Regions from separate parts of the Sus scrofa genome. Here region 2 is linked to region 1. A link is a contact called in public HiChIP or PLAC-seq data. All regions are on one chromosome and are shown on one strand. The core of a region is the stretch at or near the end of the contact, and the rest is flanking DNA. Distances in the headings are between cores, read along the strand shown.

Region 1 (4,036 bases), core at 1,179-3,678:
ACACTGCCTCTCTGGATTGCCTGTTAGCCTAGCAAAAATCTTGGAAGGAAATTAGCTCAAAGAAGGACTTCCTGTATCTATCTGGAAGAGATACCTCTAAGCTTTCTTTCAAATAGTAATAAATGCTTGAAATGCGCCCTCATCCAGGTAGAAATTTCCTGCTGACATCACTTTACCAGGTAATGTTCCTTTTCTTCCCTGCTAAACATATTCACTTCATGGTACACAATACAAATGTCTTTCTATATATCAAACACGCCCCATCACAGACACCTGTAAATGACCAAATGAGTTCTGTGAAGGACAGAAAGCCATTTAGAGCTTATTAAACATTATTTGGGCCATTTACAATCAATGCGAATTGAGCTGAGCAGAGTCAAAATAAAACTTGAAATGGTAACTAATTTTTCCGGTTCTCTTTACCTTGCAGAACCATCAAAACAAAGATCTCAAAGTCCATGTATTAATCTGTCTCTAATTGAAGGCCTTGTTTTCTCTAGGCAAGATCTTCAATAATGTCATTCTTTTTTCCTGACTTCTGACCCAGGAGAACAGTGATTGGCTGGGCCCAGCACTGCCCTCCTCCCAGGGAGGCAGGTGGAATGAGGCCTTAATGTCCTACTACCACCGTGGTGGTAGGAAAAAGATTGTTTCTCAATTTTTCCTTCTCATCCCCCGACTCTCTCCCCACCCCTCCCTGCATGCCTGCCCCTGCCTTCTCCTGCCAACCATTTCTTGCTCTTGGTTAACTGTTTAAACCTCCCCCCCTTTTTGGGATAATTACAAAAGGCAAACTATCACTTTTCTTGGGAATAGTGATAGATACAAATAAACTGTGATTATAAAATTAATACATATTCACGTTAACAGGATTTTTTTTTTTGAAAATACAAGAAATTAGATGAAATATAAGTTCCTCTGTAACTCTACCTTTCAGAGATACGGATCTCAGAATTTTGATGCCTCTGCTTTTTTTTTTTTTTAAATTAAAAAATTGAGATAATGTAGCTCCTGCTGTGGCTCAGTGGGTTAAGAACCTGACCCAGTATTTGTGAGGATGCCTGGCCTCGCTTAGTGGGTTAAGGATCTGGTATTGCCATGGCAGTTGTGACTCCGATTCGACCCTTAGCCCAGGAACTTCCATATGCTGTAGGTGTGGCCATAAAAAGAAAAAAAAAATTGAGATCACTTTTTAATATCAGATCTCCACTTAACACTATTTGGCAATCATTTCTTATGTCATTAAAATTATTACTGGAGTTCCCACTGTGCAACAGGATTGGCAGTGTCTCTGCAGCGCCAGGATGCAGGTTTGGTCCTTGGTCTGGCACGGTGGATTGAAGAATCCAGCGTTGCCATAGCTGCAGTATAGATTGCAGCTGTGGCTTGGATCTGATTCCTGGCCCGGGAAGTCCATATGCCTTGAGGCAGCCAAAAATAAAAATAAAATAATTATTAAAGCATGGTTTAATTTTTTTTTTTTTTTTTTTTCCTGCAGCTATAGCAAGAGGAAGAGTTCCTGAGCCAGGAATCACCTGTGCCACAGCAGTGACAATGCTGGGATCCTTAACCCACTGAGCCACCTGGGGCCTCCTAAAGCATGATTTTAAAGTTGTCATCATATCACATCCTGTGGCTTCATCATTGTTCATTCTTCTATTCCCTCGGTATGGGGCAACTAGTCTCCTTATGATTTTGCTACTGTAAATAATACTATAACATACTTTCCCCTCATACATCTGTGGCGTTTTAATAGGGGACATTTGAAGACTCCCAAGAAATGTCTCTTTAACACAAAACTGCAGAAATCGGTTACAGGAGGAGTTATAATTTTGAAGGAAAAAGACTTTTGCTTCACTTGCCTGCTAAAAAGGTGAACTACCTTTGTGTGTGGCTGAGGTCAGAGATGGATGAAGCAACTGCTAGGTGATCACCGAGGTAGGAGGAAAGAGGGGTGAGAAAGCTGACCAGTCTTCAACTAGTAAATGGAGATCACAGGCTTCCTATCTTCCACTTTCCACCTATCATTCCAAAACGGAAGTAAGGCTGGCCCCTCGTGTGTGTTCATGTCCACTCTTCCCATTGTCTGACTTGAGACACACACTGTATAAACCCTCGATGACAGGCTGCTAAAGGAAGAGCTAAACCCATGAATTAAGAGTTCCTCAAAGAGAGGTGTGGCTGAGGCAGAAGTGACAGCTTCATCCCCTCCCAGCTTCCATTGTTCCTGAGTACTCAGTAGATGTACTTAGTACTTAGTAGATGTACTTAGTACTTCAGATGACTGCTGTTGGGCAAGTTCTTCCCAGTAGAAATCTGCAGAAGGACCCTGCCTCCCCCTAGTGGATGTTAGCGCGAGGTGAACAGGCGGATTCTCCTGCAAGGTCCAGAAGCCAAGAATCGTGTCCTTACATGCCCTCCTGAGATAATGGAAGCTGTGTTTCTGGAGGAGACTCCTCCCACTCCATAGAAGCTCTTGTCTTTCGCCAGCCATCTGTGTCTACTGCTGCCACAAGACAAGACATCAGGGGATGTTTTCTCCTTCAGGGCACTATCCCAGGCTCTTTTCTTTTTTAAATTACTTCAGCAATCTACTGGTTGTGCTTCTTTTTCACCAGTGTTAGAAACTTCTGTCCAGATTCACTTTATGCTGTGTCATGAGGCGTTGCTAATACAAACAGAGGCCAGAAGAAAGCAGCTGGGAGCCCGAGAATATTCAGATAAATTATTGGAAAGTATCATAAAGTCACTTCCTTTTGCTTTCTTGTAAATGTGAAATTTTAGGAACATTCAGAAAAACAGAAGAGAATATTTACAAGAGTTACCAGCAAATCCTCTACTTAAGGCTACGTCCAAAGACTCTACGATATTATTTCCGGAGCTTAGCCAGGCCCCTCAGATAACCACGTTGCTATTTTCAGAATGAAGTGAGAAGCGTTCATAAATGAATTGTCTAAACCCTTTATTGATCTCTTGACGAGCTTATAAAGAAGTCTAGCTGTAGCCAGAGGAGGGGACTGGCTCCTGTAGAGAACTTCCTTCCTCCCTCCCTCCTTGCCTCCCACCTGCTTACCTACCTCCCACCTCCCTACCTAGCTCTCTACCAAACTAGCTATTTGCTTCCCTCTCTTCCTTCCTGCCTACCTACCTACAGCAAACTGCTCGTGCTCGAAAGCTGGGTCTAGGTTTTCTTACTTGCAAAATCAGAAGACTGAATTCGATGAGATGTAAGCAGCTCTTCCAGTTATAACTGGAATGAAAAAACAGCACTGGGCCTCCTCTTAGAGAGGAATCTACGAGAAGGTTCCTTCTCTCTGTCCACTATCATCATGGTTTGCTCATGATCTAAGGTGAGTTCCAACAGCAATGCAGGAACTATTTCCTTTTTCTAATTCTTCGCTCAAGTTCCCCTGGATAGTCCATCGCTTTTACAACCAGGGCATCTGAGCAACTCAGCCAGTGCTTGCTGACCAACAGGCAGCCTTCTAGGACTCAGTGCATCGTCACAGTGGCTGGAGAAAAATGTCCCCTATTTTATGGGAATCTTAAGACCAAGTCTGCTATACTCAAATTCTTTGCCTTTTATTTAAAGTGAGATCAGAGTGAACACTATAGCTCTGACCTGTGCAAATACAATAAGCACTTCAGTCCAGAAACAGTTTTACCTCTTTTATTAGGTTGGGTTTTCAGTTTGTGTTTGAAGAGGAGCTATTTATGTTCTTGCAAACAAAGTGCTGGAGGAATGGAATTTAAAGGATGTCCTTGAACGAATTCAGGGGGTTTTATTTCAAGAGGCTAATAAGCTGTGTATTAACCCTTCATCTTCTGGTGCATATCATCTCCACATTGCTCCCCTGATGCCTGGGAGAGATGAGTGGTCAGGCGGCCTTGAGAAAGTCACTCCCTCCGTGTGCTGGCTTGTGACTGGAAAATGAGAGGGCTGATGGTGACAGCCTGACCACAGGGAAGGAAAAGAAGTTCAAGATGCACAAGTCTGCTGTGGGAGAGATGGGGCCTACTGACAAAGACTCAGTTA
Region 2 (4,182 bases), core at 1,643-4,142, 220 kb before region 1:
TGCCCACACGGGGGCCAAACTGCCTAGGTTTGAGTCCTGGCTCTGCCACTCATTAGCCCTGCGACTTGGGCAAGATATTTAATCTCTCATGCCTCAATTTCCTCACCTGTGAAATGGGGATACAATAGTAACCAGCTCATAGGTAATTACAAGAATAAAATTAAAATAATGTCTCACATTTTAGGTACCATATAATTGTACTTAAATTGCTATGATTACTGCAGTTGTTATTTCAAATAACAGAATGCTGAGATTGTTTCTTGGGTTTTAAAGAAACTCATTAGAGGAAAAACAGAACCTAATGGTTTGGAGTCTCTGCTGTTGATCAAAGGCAAGATGTGGTGCTAATTCCTTAGCAAGCAAGCCTCAAATGACATAAAGAGACTCCTGTTTGATGACCCACCTCGGGCCTTTTCTGTATCAATTGTTGTCAACACCTCCAAGGCGAAAGTTGGCATTTGCCTGATGCAGCCAGGATTCCACACATGCGGAGAGTGGGTTAAGGGGATTCCTCATGTGCCCATGTGACCCCCCTAGATTTCCTTTTTCCTTCTCTTCAGGAAATCCCCTTCCTTATCTGATTCTTTTTTCTATAAATAGATGCAGTATGTTTGGAAGGCCATGACTACCTCCAGATTTGGATGGGAAGCTTCTGTGAGAAATAAGAGTCTTTGCTGTGGCTTCTCCGTAGCACTGAACCCTTGCCCACGGCTGCGGGGAGGCGAGCGGCCAGCAGGTGGGGAGAGACCTGCCCACAGAAGCCAGAGGCCCGCGCCCCGAACAGAGCTGAAGATACACTCACCTTGACTCCCCTCCCCTTGGGAGGGTTGCCCTGTGTGAGAAAGCGCCCAGGATGCAGTCTGTCAGATCCAAGATCCAATTTTACCCGGGTACACTTCTCACAGCTTTATAAGCTCTGGTTTCTTCATCTGTAAAATAAACACTTCTCAGTGTTGCAATGTGGAGCAGATGAGGAAGCAGGCACATACAAAGTTATTTTGCAGATCACAGAACCCCCTTTCCTCCCATTCTCCTCTCCTTTTTCTACCACACATGACGACGAATCCCAAAACATAGCTCCCGGATTCCTCCTGCAAGACAGGCTCTGTCCTGGCAACACCAGGACACACAGGCCCTGGTGATTATCCTGTGGGACATTCCCCTAAAGGATCTGCAGGGCCTGGGTTTTCAGGGCTAGCCGAAGTTACCTCGATGATGGCTTATGCCTCTGGCAGTTGAATCACATGTATTCAAACAATTTCACAATTTATTAGGGTCTGTCTTTTCCCTTTGCTGTGACAGGAGATATAAAGAAGAAAAAGGGGAGTTCCCTGGTGGCTCAGTAGGTTAAGGGTCCAGTGTTGTCACTGCTGTGAACATCCGCATGCCTCGGGCACAGCCAAAAAAAAAAAAAAAAAAAAAAAAAAAAAAGGAAGAAGAAGAATGAGAAAAACAAAAAGAGAAAAGAGCTTAGAATTTTGCAGAAGAAACCCAACAACTAGATGAGTAGTATAGAACTAACCCAAGTAATGGATGGTGGACAAAAGTCTGCCAAACTTGTTGACACTCAGAGCGGGAAGGATTTGGCTTTGATGTTCAACAGCAACTCAAGCGGCACTCATCCAGGTTAAGTGGGGTTTAGGGAGATACATGCCGACGTGGGTCAGGGTCTGGGGGCCTCCAGGAAGGTGTCCACATGCTGACTTGTCTTCTGCAGTCAGAATGCTTTCCCAGCCCAGAGCTGTCACAGTCCACCTTTTTCTCAGCTTCTTGGAGGAAAAAAAAAAAAACCCAAAGGGAGCCTGCAAGTGGATATAGTAAGTTCTTTGCAGAACATGTCCTTGGCCAGGCTGGCTCTGCTGCCCACTGGTTGTGAGTATTTGGTGACTTGCTGGAGGTAGGGCCTCAGTCTTTGGGCGTGAAGCTTTCCCCCGAGCCCAGGCTCTCTTCCCGCCCGCCTCCCTCTATGCTGCGGAGAGAGGATGGGGATTTCATGCCTCAGTGAAATACTTGGCACATCTTCTCATTCAGAGAACTTCAGACTCTCTGCAAGTACGACTAAACTCAGCTCAGTGCCCTTCGGTTAAGGTCATGGTTATTTAGTGGCCAACATTTTCTAGGCAGGAACTCCCTAGTTCTAGCTGATTATCAGCAAATACCCCTTTATTTCTCCTCTTGTGTAAGCATTGGAAGGGAGGCCTTGACAGGCTAGCTTCTGCTTTTCTTGACTTACTTTGCTCTGATTTGACCTACAGTAATACCATTTCCCCTTAATTAGATCAGGTCATCTCCCATATCGGAAAATTCCCAGCTGATGTTGGACAGAATAGGCAAAGGCAGGCCTCATAGCCTGGAGGGCACTTTGAGTTAAACTCTGATGCCAACCTGGCACTTTCAGTTTTGAATCTCCTATTTTCCAGCCACTATTTATCTCATAATGATGGGCTGGTCTGTTGCAAGTTTTGGAGAGATTCTGTCGGACCTCGTTTGCCCAGCCCACAAATGTCTGAGGCCAAAACAGGGCTGTGTTGAGTGAAAAGCGAGGCTTCTTGGTTCTGGCTTCCCTCTGCCAGGGCAGCAGCACTGGGACCCTTGCAAGTTGATACCAAGTTTGGGAGGGGTGCCCAGTTGGTATTTCACATGGGTTTGCAAATACGTCTTTCCTGTGTTGGCCACTTGTGACCACTTGGGCTCCTTCTGGGGAATGTCTCCCTGGAGTTTGCAGTAAAGCTCCCAACTGAGCAGAAGAACTGGTACTTGGCCAAGGCTGCTCTCGTCAGCTGCCACTGAAACCATGGCAACCACCCGAGACACTGCTACTCTGGGGGTGCTGTGCCTGATGTCAGGGTGTGTCTGCCCAGCCAGGGCCATCATCGTGGGCCTGCCAACGGGGCTGCTGCTCACAACAGATGTTGCCCGAGGGCTGGTTCTGGCGTGAGCTCCGCCAGCCTCTGTGTGGCAGCCACTATCGGAGTCAGGCTACAAATGCTGATGTGCCTGCTGTTTCTCAGGATCACAGTCTCACAGTGTCCATGACACTCAGAAATGGACTCGCTGAAGTGTAAGGACAGATCTTTTTTTCCCACTTTCAGGCCACACTCACCCTTTAGGCCAAGGTGGTGCTGCTTTGTTCTCAAAGTCTTACAGAGAGTTTTGCCCCATAACAGCACTTTCTATTTTTACTTGCCTCCTGCTCTCCCCCGTTAAGACCCTGCAGCTTGGGCACTGCGGATAAACCAGTGGAAGATCTAGGTCCTGGGCATCCTGCGGTTTGCTCCTCCCACAGAGCATGACACTGAACCAATCCTGGGGATGCTTCACTCCCTTGGACCATAAATCTATCTTCCATCCTCCTTCCAAATTCCAGCCAGCAACACAGTTTGTAAACCTATTTTGTTGCTGGGAAGCCTAACAGTGTGGTTAATTAAAGATTTAAGGATAAAAATAAACTCCACGAGGATAAAATTATGTGGCAAATGGAAAAGATACAAATAAAGAACATACCATTTCCAGGTGTTATGTAAGAGAGAGTTTTCATGTATATTTTAAGTGGATGAAAATGTTTCAAATTGTCTAGATGTTGATTCTACCAAGACACATTTCAAAGTGATGTGTACTTTTCTTTTAAAATATTAACACTTACAATCTGCTGGAAACTACGTCCTTGGCAACCATTTAAACTTATGCTGAAAGATCTTGGATGTTATCTTTAAAACAGGTGAGAAAGTGCAGAGTTCTGTAAAATTCTTTCTCTGGTGGGTGGCGAGCTGTGAGCAAAAATGTTTGAAGACCCCCAGTTTAGACTGTTTTGCAATGATGCTCTGAACAAGTGACTTCTATGAATTTTATTTCACAGATTGTTTTCTTGTTGTTGTCTTTTTAGGGCCGCACCCGCGGCATGTGGAGGTTCCCAGGCTAGGGGTCGAATCGGTGCTGTAGCCACAGCCTACGCCACAGTCACAGCAACGCCAGATCCTAGCCACGTCTGTGACCTACACCACAGCTCATGGCAATGCTGGATCCTCAACCCCTTGAGCAAGGCCAGGGCTCGAATCTAAGTCCTCATGGATACTAGTCAGGTTCATTTCCACTGTGCCACAACGGGAACTCCACACACAGATTGTTTTTTCATTTATATCTTTTATATTGTGTTTGTTTAAACTTATTTTGTGCTGGAAACCC

The links. HiChIP or PLAC-seq counts read pairs in DNA pulled down with a chosen protein or histone mark.
Region 2: a contact with region 1 is called in an H3K27ac HiChIP or PLAC-seq map of skeletal muscle. The contact joins two enhancer-like sites. A contact is called at or near these places in 1 of 47 Hi-C or Micro-C datasets (embryonic fibroblasts) and 1 of 2 datasets of contacts at active chromatin or transcription factors (skeletal muscle).

Annotation. Positions count from the first base shown.
Region 1 is chr10:50,261,998-50,266,033 of Sscrofa11.1, reverse strand. The region is part of intron 3 of LOC102166141 (a long non-coding RNA gene); the gene reads right to left. LOC102166227 (a long non-coding RNA gene) reads left to right here. Exons shown (of 4, transcript XR_002336361.1): 3 at 1-179; 4 at 1,499-3,652. Among named protein-coding and RNA genes, the nearest start is that of THNSL1, 47 kb to the left of the region's middle. Within about 2 kb of position 2,428, at least 45 of the 83 cell types and tissues checked have an H3K27ac peak or open chromatin away from gene starts, as enhancers often do. A contact at or near this core is called in skeletal muscle, where this site is marked.
Region 2 is chr10:50,480,966-50,485,147 of Sscrofa11.1, reverse strand. It overlaps LOC106507918 (a long non-coding RNA gene), which reads right to left. Exons shown (of 5, transcript XR_002336368.1): 4 at 803-929. Among named protein-coding and RNA genes, the nearest start is that of ARHGAP21, 59 kb to the left of the region's middle. Within about 2 kb of position 2,892, at least 26 of the 83 cell types and tissues checked have an H3K27ac peak or open chromatin away from gene starts, as enhancers often do. A contact at or near this core is called in skeletal muscle, where this site is marked.